2 separate regions of the Sus scrofa genome follow, and region 1 is linked to region 2. A link is a contact called in public HiChIP or PLAC-seq data. All regions are on one chromosome and are shown on one strand. Each heading gives the region's core, a stretch centred on a gene start, on an enhancer-like site or on the middle of the called end of the contact. The rest is flanking DNA. Distances are from core to core; before and after follow the strand shown.

What was found. HiChIP or PLAC-seq counts read pairs in DNA pulled down with a chosen protein or histone mark.
Region 1: a contact with region 2 is called in an H3K27ac HiChIP or PLAC-seq map of skeletal muscle. The contact joins two enhancer-like sites. A contact is called at or near these places in 1 of 47 Hi-C or Micro-C datasets (embryonic fibroblasts) and 1 of 2 datasets of contacts at active chromatin or transcription factors (skeletal muscle).

What each region holds. Positions count from the first base shown.
Region 1 is chr4:51,012,565-51,018,659 of Sscrofa11.1, forward strand. No RefSeq gene overlaps it. Among named protein-coding and RNA genes, the nearest start is that of MIR9858, 200 kb to the right of the region's middle. Within about 2 kb of position 4,562, at least 3 of the 83 cell types and tissues checked have an H3K27ac peak or open chromatin away from gene starts, as enhancers often do. A contact at or near this core is called in skeletal muscle, where this site is marked.
Region 2 is chr4:50,494,084-50,499,827 of Sscrofa11.1, forward strand. All of the region lies in intron 1 of WWP1 (NEDD4-like E3 ubiquitin-protein ligase WWP1), which reads right to left. Among named protein-coding and RNA genes, the nearest start is that of WWP1, 12 kb to the right of the region's middle. Within about 2 kb of position 3,583, at least 3 of the 83 cell types and tissues checked have an H3K27ac peak or open chromatin away from gene starts, as enhancers often do. A contact at or near this core is called in skeletal muscle, where this site is marked.

The DNA of each region.
Region 1 (6,095 bases), core at 3,312-5,811, 520 kb after region 2:
CTCAGACTCTCAGCTGCCAAATGCTGTCCATTGCTCTGCCTGTCGATATCTCGTCCTTTTCCTTATGCCCCTTTTTGTTTAAATTCCTTCTTCTAACCCACATTTATCAGTACAGGGTAGTATAAACAGTAATTTCCCCTTGTTCATCATCCATCACAGAATCACTTACACAAGGAAGTGTTTGCATTTATGTCATATAAAACACCCATGGCTCTCCCAGTCTGGAGGGACAGGCTCAGCCTAGGCTAATAAAGCTGTTTCGTATTAGTAGGTCTAGATTCCATTTGGTTCCACTTGAGTTATGTGAGTCAGGCTAATTGAAAATCTATCTCACTCCATATAAATCAATATCTCAGTTGATAAGCTGTTGAAACTAACTAAACCAGGCTTGCTTGGTTTTTAATCTCTGAAGGGCTTCTTTACATATGAAGTTAGAAAAGTAACAGCATCAGTTATTAAGAAAGAACTACACAACAGTTTAGACCAGAGGTTGGCAAACTTTTGTCTTAATGAACCAGACAGCAAATACTTTTGGCTTTGTGGGCCTTATAGTCTCTGTTGCAACTCCTTAGTTTTGCCTTTGTAGTGAAAGCAGCCATAGACAATAGTAAATGAGTAATTTAAATGGGTGGTTATGGCTGGGTTCCAAAAAAACTGTTGACAGAAGCAGATGGTGGGTCAGACTTGGCTCATGGGCAGTGGTTTGCCAATCACTGATGTAGGTGACCAGCACACAGGCTGATGAAGGGCCTCTCCTGGGGCCAGGATATGCCAGAAGGATGAGAAGCCACGAGGTCCTTCTTGATAGAAAGTCGGTTTATCTGCTGGTAAATAATATGAAACAATTTTATATTAAAACAAACCCAGATATTTTATGGATTAGGATATCACATTTGACCTTAGTGAGGCAGGCTCTTGGGATTTTTTTTTTTTAAATTGAAATATAATTGGTTTACCATATTGTGTTAGTTTTGTTGCCAGAACTCGGCCTCTGCTCACCAATGCCAAATAGAAACTCTAGAAACTCTGAGACAGAGTTTGGGTGAAGGAGAAAAAATAGTTTTATTGCTTTGCCAGGCCAAGGAAGGTCAGAGCAGGGTAATACATTAAAGACTGTGCCCCCCCCCTCCCCCCTCCCCCCCCCCCCCCCCCCCCCCCGAGCCCACAAGTGATTGGGAGGTGGTTTTATAGTTTGGGGAGTGAAAAATAGGGCCGCAGATAAGGATCAGGGTTTAGGCAAGCTGGCATTGTTTTTAAATCTGGTGGTCTTCTTTCCAGAATAAAAAATGCTTCGTTAACACCTTCTATTTGTTGGGAGATTTAGTCCTGCAGAAGAACTCAAAGACATTGCTGTCTGTATTCTTTGAAGAGGAACTGGGACCCTGGCCCAAAACTGTATTTTTTTCTTGACTGCTCCTCCCAGGTCTCTGCATCCCCTCCCTTCTCTGATCAGCAACTGTTTGAACCTACTCTTTGGAATTCAGGGAAGGTCATGGAGGCTGAAGTTTATTCCCCCCAAACAAGAAATGGGGAACACAGAAAGGCTTGTGTGTCCAGGAGCCCACAGGGCCCTGCCATGCTTGGTTTTAGTTTCAGGTGTACAGCATAGAGATTCAGTATTTGTGGATTATATTCCATTATAGGTTATTAATGATTAAAGATAATGGCTATAATGTCCTGTGTATTCATATATTCTTGTTATTCATCTATTTCATCCATAGTAGTTTGTATCTTTTAATCCTGTACCCCTAATTTGTTCCTCCCCAACTTTCTTCCCCCCTTTGGTAACCACAAGTTTGTTTATATCTGTGAGTCTGTTAAAGTTCTGCATAAACATTTATTTCTATTATTTTTTTGGTTTCCACATATAACTGATACCATACAGTATTTATCTTTGTCTGATTTATTTCAAAGCATAATATTCTTGAGGACTATATATTTTTAAATATTCCATTTTATCTATATATACCATATCTTCTTAATAGGGAATATATTTTTGACTCTCAACTGCTTTTAGAGGAACTTGGTGGGAGGGTTTGAGAAATGCCAACTAGGAGATATTTCTATAATTCATTACCATATGGGAACACCAATGTCGTCTGTCTAATTGCAGTGCCTCCATTTCCCCACAGAAGTCTGAGATGTGGCTAGTGTTGTACCTGTTGCATTGTTTTGAGACTCACAGCTTTGGAGACTTACAATCCCTCTTTGCAGTTTCCCAGAGGAATCGACTTATTTCACCATGGTGTCCTGAAGTTTCCTGATGTTGTTCTGCTGAAGTTGCTGCTATTATTAGGTCTTTCCTGGCTAATTGCACATCTGAATATTATACAGTCAATCCTCATCATTCACAGAATCCAGATGTGTGATTTCACCTACTCACTAAAATGTATTTGTAACCCCCAAATCAATACCGATGACATTTTCACAGTTGTAGCAGACATGTGCAGAGAAGTGAAACACTGAGGTGCTTGATTCACAAGTTCCCAGCTGAGGTCAAACAAGGGGGGAACTGCCTTCTTATTTCATCTCTCAAATTATAAGCATGTATCTTTTTTATTGCAGTGTACTTAGTGTCACATTTCTGACATTTTTGTGCTTTCTGGGTTATTTTGCTGTCTATGATGGCCTCCAAGCATAGTACTGTCTATCCGAAATGTCCCTGAGTGCAAGAGGGCTATGATGTGCCTCAGGGAAAAAGGACATGTGTTGGATTAGCTTCACTCAGCCATGATTTAGAGTGCTTCTGGCCATGAATTGAATGCTAATGAATCAATAATATGTATTAATGAAGTGCTTTTAAACAGAAAAACACATGAAACAAGGTTATGGATTGATTGGTTGGCAAAAATGCTGTGACCAGAGGCTCACATGGACCTAGTTCTGTATTTCCTCCATGATCAATTGTTTAGTATTTGCTGAACCATGATCACCTTGTTCAGTGACTTTATAGACCACAAAGAACAAGAATCCACTGCAGTGCCACCAGCTGGGCCCTGATAACTTTGTGCCCAGTGTCAGCCACTCTCAAGGGTGTCCTGTCATTTCACCACCAGCTTCTCTAAGGCAGTTGCTAGAGGTCTTGCTACTCAGAATGTGAATCAGCAGCACCCACACCACCTAGGAGGTTGGGAGCCATGCAGAATCCTAGGCTCCAAGTCAGATGCCGTAAATCAGCATCTGTACTTAAAACAAGATTCCCAGCAGATTCACATACACATTGACATTTGAGAAGCACAGCTGTAAGTCACCTCCATCATGTCCACAATTAGCTCACTAGCCACTTTTGTTGTTGTTCTGGTCACACTAGAGGTATCTTTAGTGCTCACAGGTCAAACACACCTCATAGTCAATTACATATTTCTAGTCTGGTGCCATCCGTCTGCTCATTGACTCACCAATTTATTAACTTAATCAATAAGCCTTTTCTGAGTACCCACTTCACTTATTTACTTATTTATTTATTTTTCTATGGCCGCACCTGTGGCATATGGATGTTCCTGGGCTAGAGGTCCAACTGGAGCTGCAGCTGGGGTCTACACCACAGCTAGGGTGACACTGGACCCGAGTTGTATCTGCAATGCACACCATAGCTTGAGACAACATTGGATCCATAACCCATGAAGTTAGGCCAGGGATCGAACCTCAGGGAGAAATGGGGGGTCCTTAACCCCCTGAGCCACAACAGGAAATCCTGAGCACCTACTTCATAGCAGATATAGTGGTGATATTGAGATTACAGAGAAAAAAATCCTCAAAGGACCCCTGTTCTGTAAGGGATAAAGTCTGCAAGCCATAAACTACTGAGGAGATGGCAGGGACAAATTCACAAAAGAGGCACAAAGGTAGCACAGAGAGTAACACTAGATGGATGTGGTCTGTGACTAATTCCTGGAAGAATTATTGTAAACACAAAACACCTTTAATCTCTGTCGATATAACTTAACAAAGAAGATGTTTTAAAACATTCATTAATCCTTTCAACTCTAGCATGTAACATTCTCTGTGCATACACACCATGACTAGATTATAACAGTTTTTCCCATGCAGAAACAAAAAATAACAGTAACGTCAAAAGAAGTATATCTTTCCTGGAAGGGTCTTTGATCCAGCATAATAATTCAGTTTCCCTTTCCTTTCTTTATAGATTCTGATGACTCTGCATGATGTAAAAATTTTGATCATTTTTTCTGATCTGCTTTTACCTAATGTGACCTTCTTCAGGTCAGAACTCAACAAAGGAAGTTAACTTTTTTCCTAGAAGTCTTTGAAGATTCACAAGTTTCTTTCCCCTCTTAAATTATATAATAGAATTGCAAAAGAAAAATGGAAAAAATATTGAATCAAATGAGCTATTGATTTGCCTCCCTCAACAGTCACTTAGACCTTTGAGAAAAGCCTTTTCCTTTGAGTACAAGCAAGCTTCCATTTAGCTCACTATCATTTTTCACTGCTTGTCACAAAAATGCCTCAAAGGGAGTCTGTATTAGCCTCTCCAGTTTATAAATGAGAAACCCGAGGCACTGGAAGGTAACATGATTCTACGTTCTGAGTCAGCAGAGTCCTGGAAAACCAGGAGGAAATATGAGCTGCAGACAATTTGGTCTAAGACTGTTCTTAAGTCAGTGAGTGACCTTATGAAGAGGTAAATTTGCAATTAGAAGCTATAATTATCTCTCTAAGTGGGAGCTCTGTTCTATCCTATTCATTTTGGGATAATGAAAACATTCTTATAATTTCAAGAAATGAGTAAAGGAAGGCTGAGTGGAAATGTGGAAGGTTTTTGCATCGTGCCTGGGTTCTGAAGCCGTGCAAATGTCCCGCATGGTATATGGTGACATGGATACTTGTGACAGCTGGACCATGAGATAGGGATGAATGCTATGGCATGAATTAGGAATAACTTATACATTTATCAATGTACTCCTGGGTAAAAGGAGTTGGAGTCATAGAGGAAGATATAAATAAAGACAAGACTCCTCAAATTCACTTCTGTAGTTGTAGGAAGCTAGCATATTATCAGGTGATGGCTTTTGAAATATGACTAAGAATAATGGCCCAATGGAAGTTCCAGAAGAGAGTTTGAGAAGCTGAGGCATCTGGAAGACTGGTGTGCAGGGCTACAGCCTTAGGGCTGCCTCTAACTCACTCTGGACAAGACTTCCAGGGCAAGTCCTTTCTTGTGTGTTTCTTCATCTGCAATGACAAAAGGGAACTGGACTAGGTGGTTTCCAATATCCAAACAGCTCTGGTGCACTCTGATCCTGTATTTGCATGACCTGCTCCCCCTGGGGTCCCAAGAGAAACCCACCACAGCCACCACCTCTGGGCAAACGTATCAAGGGGAAGCCGATGGCACCCTGCAAACTCAGTCCTCTTGTTCCTTTCCCTTCCCAAATAGTAGTGACCTCTGGGGAGATGGGATTAAGATGGCAGAATAGAAGGACTGGAGCTCAACTTCTCTCCTAAAGACAGCAAAATTCACAACTAAAGGCTGAGCAGTCTTCACCCAAATGGACTGGAAACCTTAAAAAAGATATCCTACTCCAGAAGAAAAAGAGGAGGCCACATCAAGAGGAAGGAGGGGTGATTTCATGATATAAACAACCCATACCTCCAGGGTGGGAAGCCCCACAGACTGAAAACTAACTGGTTCACAGAGACTCACCTACAGGAGTGAGAGTTCTGAGCCCCATATCAAACTCCCATGTGGGGGGATCTGGTACTGAGAGAAAGAGCCGCTGGAGCATCTGGCATTGAAGGCCAGTGGGGCTTGTGTGCAGGAGCTCCACAGGACTGGGGGAAATGGAGACCCCATTCTTAAAAGGTGCATATGGACTTTCACATGCACTGAGTCCCAGAGCAAAGCAAAGTCTCCATGGGAATCTGGGTCAAACCTGACTGCAGTTCTTGGAGGACCTCCTGGGAAAACAGGGGTGAATGTGGCTTGTTGTGAGGAAGGGACATTGAAGGCAAAGCTCTCGGGAATATTCAGCAGCAGTGCTTTTCTCTGGAGGTGGCCATTTTGGGAAATCTGGCCCCATAAGGTCAGTCAGCACTGAGAAGCCCCAGGGCAAACAACAATCCAGGTGGGA
Region 2 (5,744 bases), core at 2,333-4,832:
AATTTTACCTGCCAATTCCCTCAGTGGAGGAGGTACTCTTTGAGGCACTGGGAATACAATGGTCAGTAAACACAGATAAATCTCCCTCTTTCAGCAGGGATGTGGTAGGTAAGGAATTTGAGGCAGGTAGGGCAGAGACTTGGGCCCAGGTGAGAAGCTGCACCAATCCTCACAGATGTATGGTTTTGTTTTTTTTTTTCCTCAACACATTTTTTATAGTTCAGGTTTAGAAGCAAAAACACGTTAGAGCTGGCTGTTTAGAGCATAGGTTACAGAAAAGAAAAAGGCATACCCTAGCTACCATCAAATTTGTCATTCAAATTCATTCTCTCTTGACATCTTCGTTCATTAAAATTATGCCAGAAAAAGTAAAATAATTGTTATTCTCCAGAAAAGCTCTTTGCCCAAAGCTCACCAATGACAAATATTTCCAATCCACTACCAGTTTTCCTTAACCTGGCTGCACCGGGAGGGGGCGGGGGGGGGGGGATGACGACGATGGACTCCCACAGACACATGTGTGCACCAGTGACAACCTACATGTTATTCCCACGCCCATCTATCTAATTTCTAACTATCCCTCAAGATTCAGTTCAAGCATACACAGCTATAACCAAGTTTTTCTTTATCTTTTCCACTACACCATAAATTTCTTTATTACTACTCATCTTTATAATTCCAGCCCCTAGCTCAGTGCTCAGCCCTTACTATACACACAAAAAATGTGTTAAATGAAGATTAACAATTAATACATTTAACCTATAGACTAGTTAGAATGTTTAGATTTTAAAAAAGAGTACTTTGGAGTTCCCGTCGTGGCACAGAGGAAACAAATCCGACTAGGAACCATGAGGTTGCAGGTTCAATCCTTGGCCTTGTTCAGTGGGTTAAGGATCCAGCATTGCCACGAGCTGTGGTGTAGGTTGCAGACGCGGCTCAGATCCAGCCTTGCTGTGACTGTGGTGTAGGCCAGCAGCTGTAGCTCTGGTTAGACCCCCCTAGTCTGGGAACCTCCATATGCTGCAGGTGCACCCCTAAAAAGACAAAAAGACAAATAAAATAAAATAAATAAAAATAGAGTACTTAAATAGCACAGAACTGAAAATTTAAAATATTATATAGAAAATCCTACACAGGTGGGGATGATAAACCACTACCCTTTCCTATCTTCGCTCTGATAATTCTGAGCATCAGGTACAAGTCCACCTTTCAATGTGATTTTTTTCTCCACAGCCCACAATAATGGCTCAATACAAAAATGTCCAAAACAAAGGTAAAGGATATGTTACTCAAAATATTAATTTGTCTTATTAAATACTCAAATGTCCAAAAGTATATGAACAACAGAAAAAAAACACATTAAACTTGGACACTTTCGGTCCCTAACTAAATATTCAAAATCATTTAGAAGTCATAAGCTAATTCCCAAACTATACATTAATCAGATTCTAAAAGTCTGAAGGAAAGATGACAGCTTAGAAGACAGTATAAATTTTCCCATCAGAAATGTTATAAATGGTGGTATAACACCAAGACCAAGCCACAAAATCCTACCAGACCCATAAGAGTCAAACCACTTGTAGTGTCCACAGAAATGTTTCAGAACTTCCACAAATACGTATTTGTGTGCATATGCAAAACTGAAAGCAAAATTCGAAAATAAATGGCTGACACTGAGAAAAAGTACCAAAAGCACTTTGCATGGTGCCTGACAACACACTGGAAACACTCAATAAGCTATAGCTGTCTTTTCTTTTCCCAGAAACTCTGATATCAAACTCTTGTGTTCTTCAAAATAGCTTTATTTTTCTCACTACATTCTAAACTTGTAAATTCCACCAGTACAGGACAAATCCTGGCCAATGACTACTGTATCCAATACACCCTCCTAAAAGCCTATCACAGGGGAATGTTTAATACTATTAAGATTATTACATATGAATAATTATTATCAATGATTTGAATCTCAAAAACAACTGAGTAAACACAGGCTTAAAACCAAATAGGCTAATTTAGTTTTTCAGTGCTCTTTTAAATGAAATTTAAAATTTACTTTTGGAGCTCCCGCTGTGGCACAGTGGATTAAGGATTCAGCATTGTCTCTGTGGAGGCAAGGGTTCAAGCCCCAGCCCAGGAATATCCATATGCCCTGGGTGCAGAAGGAAGGAAGGAAGGAAGGAAGGAAGGAAGGAAAGAAGGAAGGAAGAAGGAAAGAAGGAAAGAAAGAAAGAAAGAAAGAAAGAAAGAAAGAAAAGAAATTTTGATGAAATTATCATCAAGATGAAAAAAGTATACAACTTCACATAAGAAATACTCCTCTAATAAGAGTCACCAGCTTAGAAAACACTGCTCTAGGTAACAGTCTCACTCACTAAATGGCTGAGTAAGACAGGGCATCTACATTTCTCTGGGCCTTGGTAATCATATTAATAAAAAAATGGAGGACAGAACATATAGAGATTTTCTAGCTTAAAAATGCCTGACCTAAAATACTGCACAGTTCATGAAAACATGAAAGAGAAGCAACCATCCAGTCTTTGCACCAACTTAACTTGCAACTATTTTCATTTTTATACCATTATTTTCCTCCAGTACAGATTTATTTTACAAAGTTACAATCCTAACGTACAAATCATTTTATTTTCTACTCCTCATTCCCCATTTACAGTAAGAACTGCCAAACACAAACCTGATTGAGCTATCAGAGAACAACTTAATTTATGCTTGTAGTTTCAAAAACATAACTTTGGCAACAATTTTCTACAAGGCCACAAGATGGTGATGTTGCTCCATAAAATGCACCTTTTAAAAATATAATCAAATACCTTATACCAATTTTGCAAAAAATGAAATAGTTTCCCTCCACTAAGGAATATCGAAAATGTTTGTACTCCATTTGCTAGGAAACATTAATGAGAAAGAAAATATTTCAACAAATTTAGCAGCAACTATTCTAATTTTCAAGCTTAACAATTATAGCCCTTAAAAACAAATCAAAAACACAGGCCTCTGGCACAATTAGTGTGTCTTTTAATCACACTAATCTTTCCTTCTCTCCCTTCTCCATCCCCTTCTCTCCTCAGGTTATAATAATTTAAAAAAAAAAGAAATACATTTTTACTCATGCATTGACTAATTTTATTCTTCATTTAGGAAAATAATTCCTATTTCTCTGTTTTAAAAGAATTTTGATACTAAAATTTATTTCTATCAACAAAAGTAAACTACACCAAAATGAGAATGAAACCATTTATAATTTGCTATAACTTCTCAATTTTTTATAATACACAATATTATATTTATAGTGGCAAATTATCTAAATTTTTCAAGTAGAAAATGTTTGCATTTGGTAATTCCCCCCAAGCCTTAGTATCAGTGGAACACAGGTTTCCTAGTCTTGTGCTGAATAATGTCAATTAAGGAAAAGAATTCAAATAACAGCATCTCAAAACCTGAGCACCAAACTTATAGAATCCACTGAAGTTAAAATGAAAAAAGAACTGTGTTAATACTCCCTGGGCAGAAGGATAAGATGACACAGCATAACTATCTGGGACTGGCGACATTTAGATGGGGAGCCTAAGTGACGCAGAAACTCGGTCAATCTTAAACCTGGAATCTGAGTCAGGTCTCTGACTCCAAAAATAGTAAGAATCACAGTGACCATATATTTATTAGGCTCCTATTATTTGTCAGTCATGTTGCAAAAAAATAAAATAAAAAACTATCTCTAATGTTATCAATCACCCTTCAGAGTCCTTATTATTTCTAACAGGTAAGTAAAATGAGGTTTCAGGAATTTAAGTAAATTGCCCAGGGTCACAAAACTAGTGAAAGTAAGGATTTTGAACCCAAGTCTGGCCTCAAAGCCTACACTCTTTTCACTACAAAAACAGAAAATAGAAATGTTGAGCTAAATCCAAGCCTTAAAATAAGTAGCATGATGCATCAATCTGATGTTCCTATTCTCTTATTATCACTTAAGCAACTTCACGGTGAGGTGGTTTTGTGAGGCTTTTAAGCTAGTCATTGCAAATGCTTTTCCTGAAGGTTGAAAAAGAACGAATAATCTGAAACAGTGTGTGTAAAAACATAAGCACATTAACAATGAGGAGGTAAGCTGTTGGGACTGTGTTTAATAAATCATTTCCATGTATTCTGGGAAAAACATCCGGGGCAACATAACAGTCTTATTTTGCAAAGATCAAATTTCATGTCTAACTATGTCATGTAACATCTCACATTTCAAAATGACACAAATATTTTCATAAATAATCTGTCATTTGTCTCACAGTGTAGTATTTTAATAAAATAATACTTGCTTATCGGACTTTTACCTTCAAACTAAAAAAATCTTAAAGGTTTGGTATTTTTCAAATACATGGTATTTGCTGTTTCTCATGAAGCAGCAGAAAGCAGAGTCATGAAAGCTTACAGCTAAAGCTGAGAGGTGATCAAAAGGCTCACTCAGGGACACAAAGCTTCTTAATGTCAGGCCAAACCCAGGCCTGCTGCCCAGGGCAGTACTCTCCTGCCCTGCATTGGTCACTAGGATATCACACCCCAGACAGATGTTCACCCCAGAATATACCTTTATTTCCAAATATATAAAGGATTCTAATTTTCCAGTATTTAAGTAGTCATGGAGATTTGCTAACTCTTCAGTTCCAAAGTGTCATTTTCTAGTGTGAGAAGAGCATGCTGGGTGATGTAATAGAACAGCTTTCAGAGTTGGAGACCAAGGTTCAAACTTCAATTTTACTATTTGGGTATATTTAACCTAAGTCTCAGTTTTCTTATCTGTAAAATGAAGACACCAACATAGTTTTGTGAAGGGGAAAAGAAATGTTAAAATCAATTCTAGGAAATGAGAATTGTTTCTAGAGTAGAATATAGAAGGTGACCAATCTCCTAACAACACCTTCCCATCACCACCACCACTCCAGTCACACTCTCAATTACTCTGAGGCAGAGAAACTCCAATATTTTTCTACCATACTCCACAACAGTACAGAGAACAGTAGGTTAAGAAAGGCACTTCCATTACATGGCCATGCTGCAAAATCATACAAAGCGAACTCCCCACATCTGCAGTAAGAATCAGATCAAAATTACACTTAAGCACACTCAAGAGGAGTAGAGTACTACTAAATTCTTTGTTGTAAATACACAATTTTAAAATATTTTAAAGCTATTCAAGTAACAGAACACAATGTTAATTTACTATTTATAAATACTCTTCCCAAGAATTTTAAAGCAGCCTGCTAAGTATGAACTTTTAGATATCCCCATTCTTAGAGGAAAATATTAGAATCCAAAATACAGAGGAGTTCACCTGTGCTGCAGCAGGTTAAGGATCTGTTGTCACTGCTGTGGGTCAGGTCACTGCTGTGGCACAGGTTCAGTCCCTGGATAGGAAATTTCCACATGCCATGGGCACGGCCAAAAAAAAAAAAAAAATCAAAACAGAACAAAATACACAGAAACTTTCCAAAATGAGATAAACAGCTAAAATTTACTCCTAGAATAACGTAATTCTTTTTAAGTTTAAAATACAGGGACACAATCCACAAATCCAAAACCCCCAAAGCTATAAAAACTTAAAAGTTTCTTCATAATTCATTTAGTGGCAAAAACTGAACTCATTTCGCAGCAAAATCTGACCAGATGTGTGGCTATTTTTTGTCCTCATTTACCCGTAATCAAATATTGGCCAAGGAAAGTACAGGGTGCCATCCCATTGG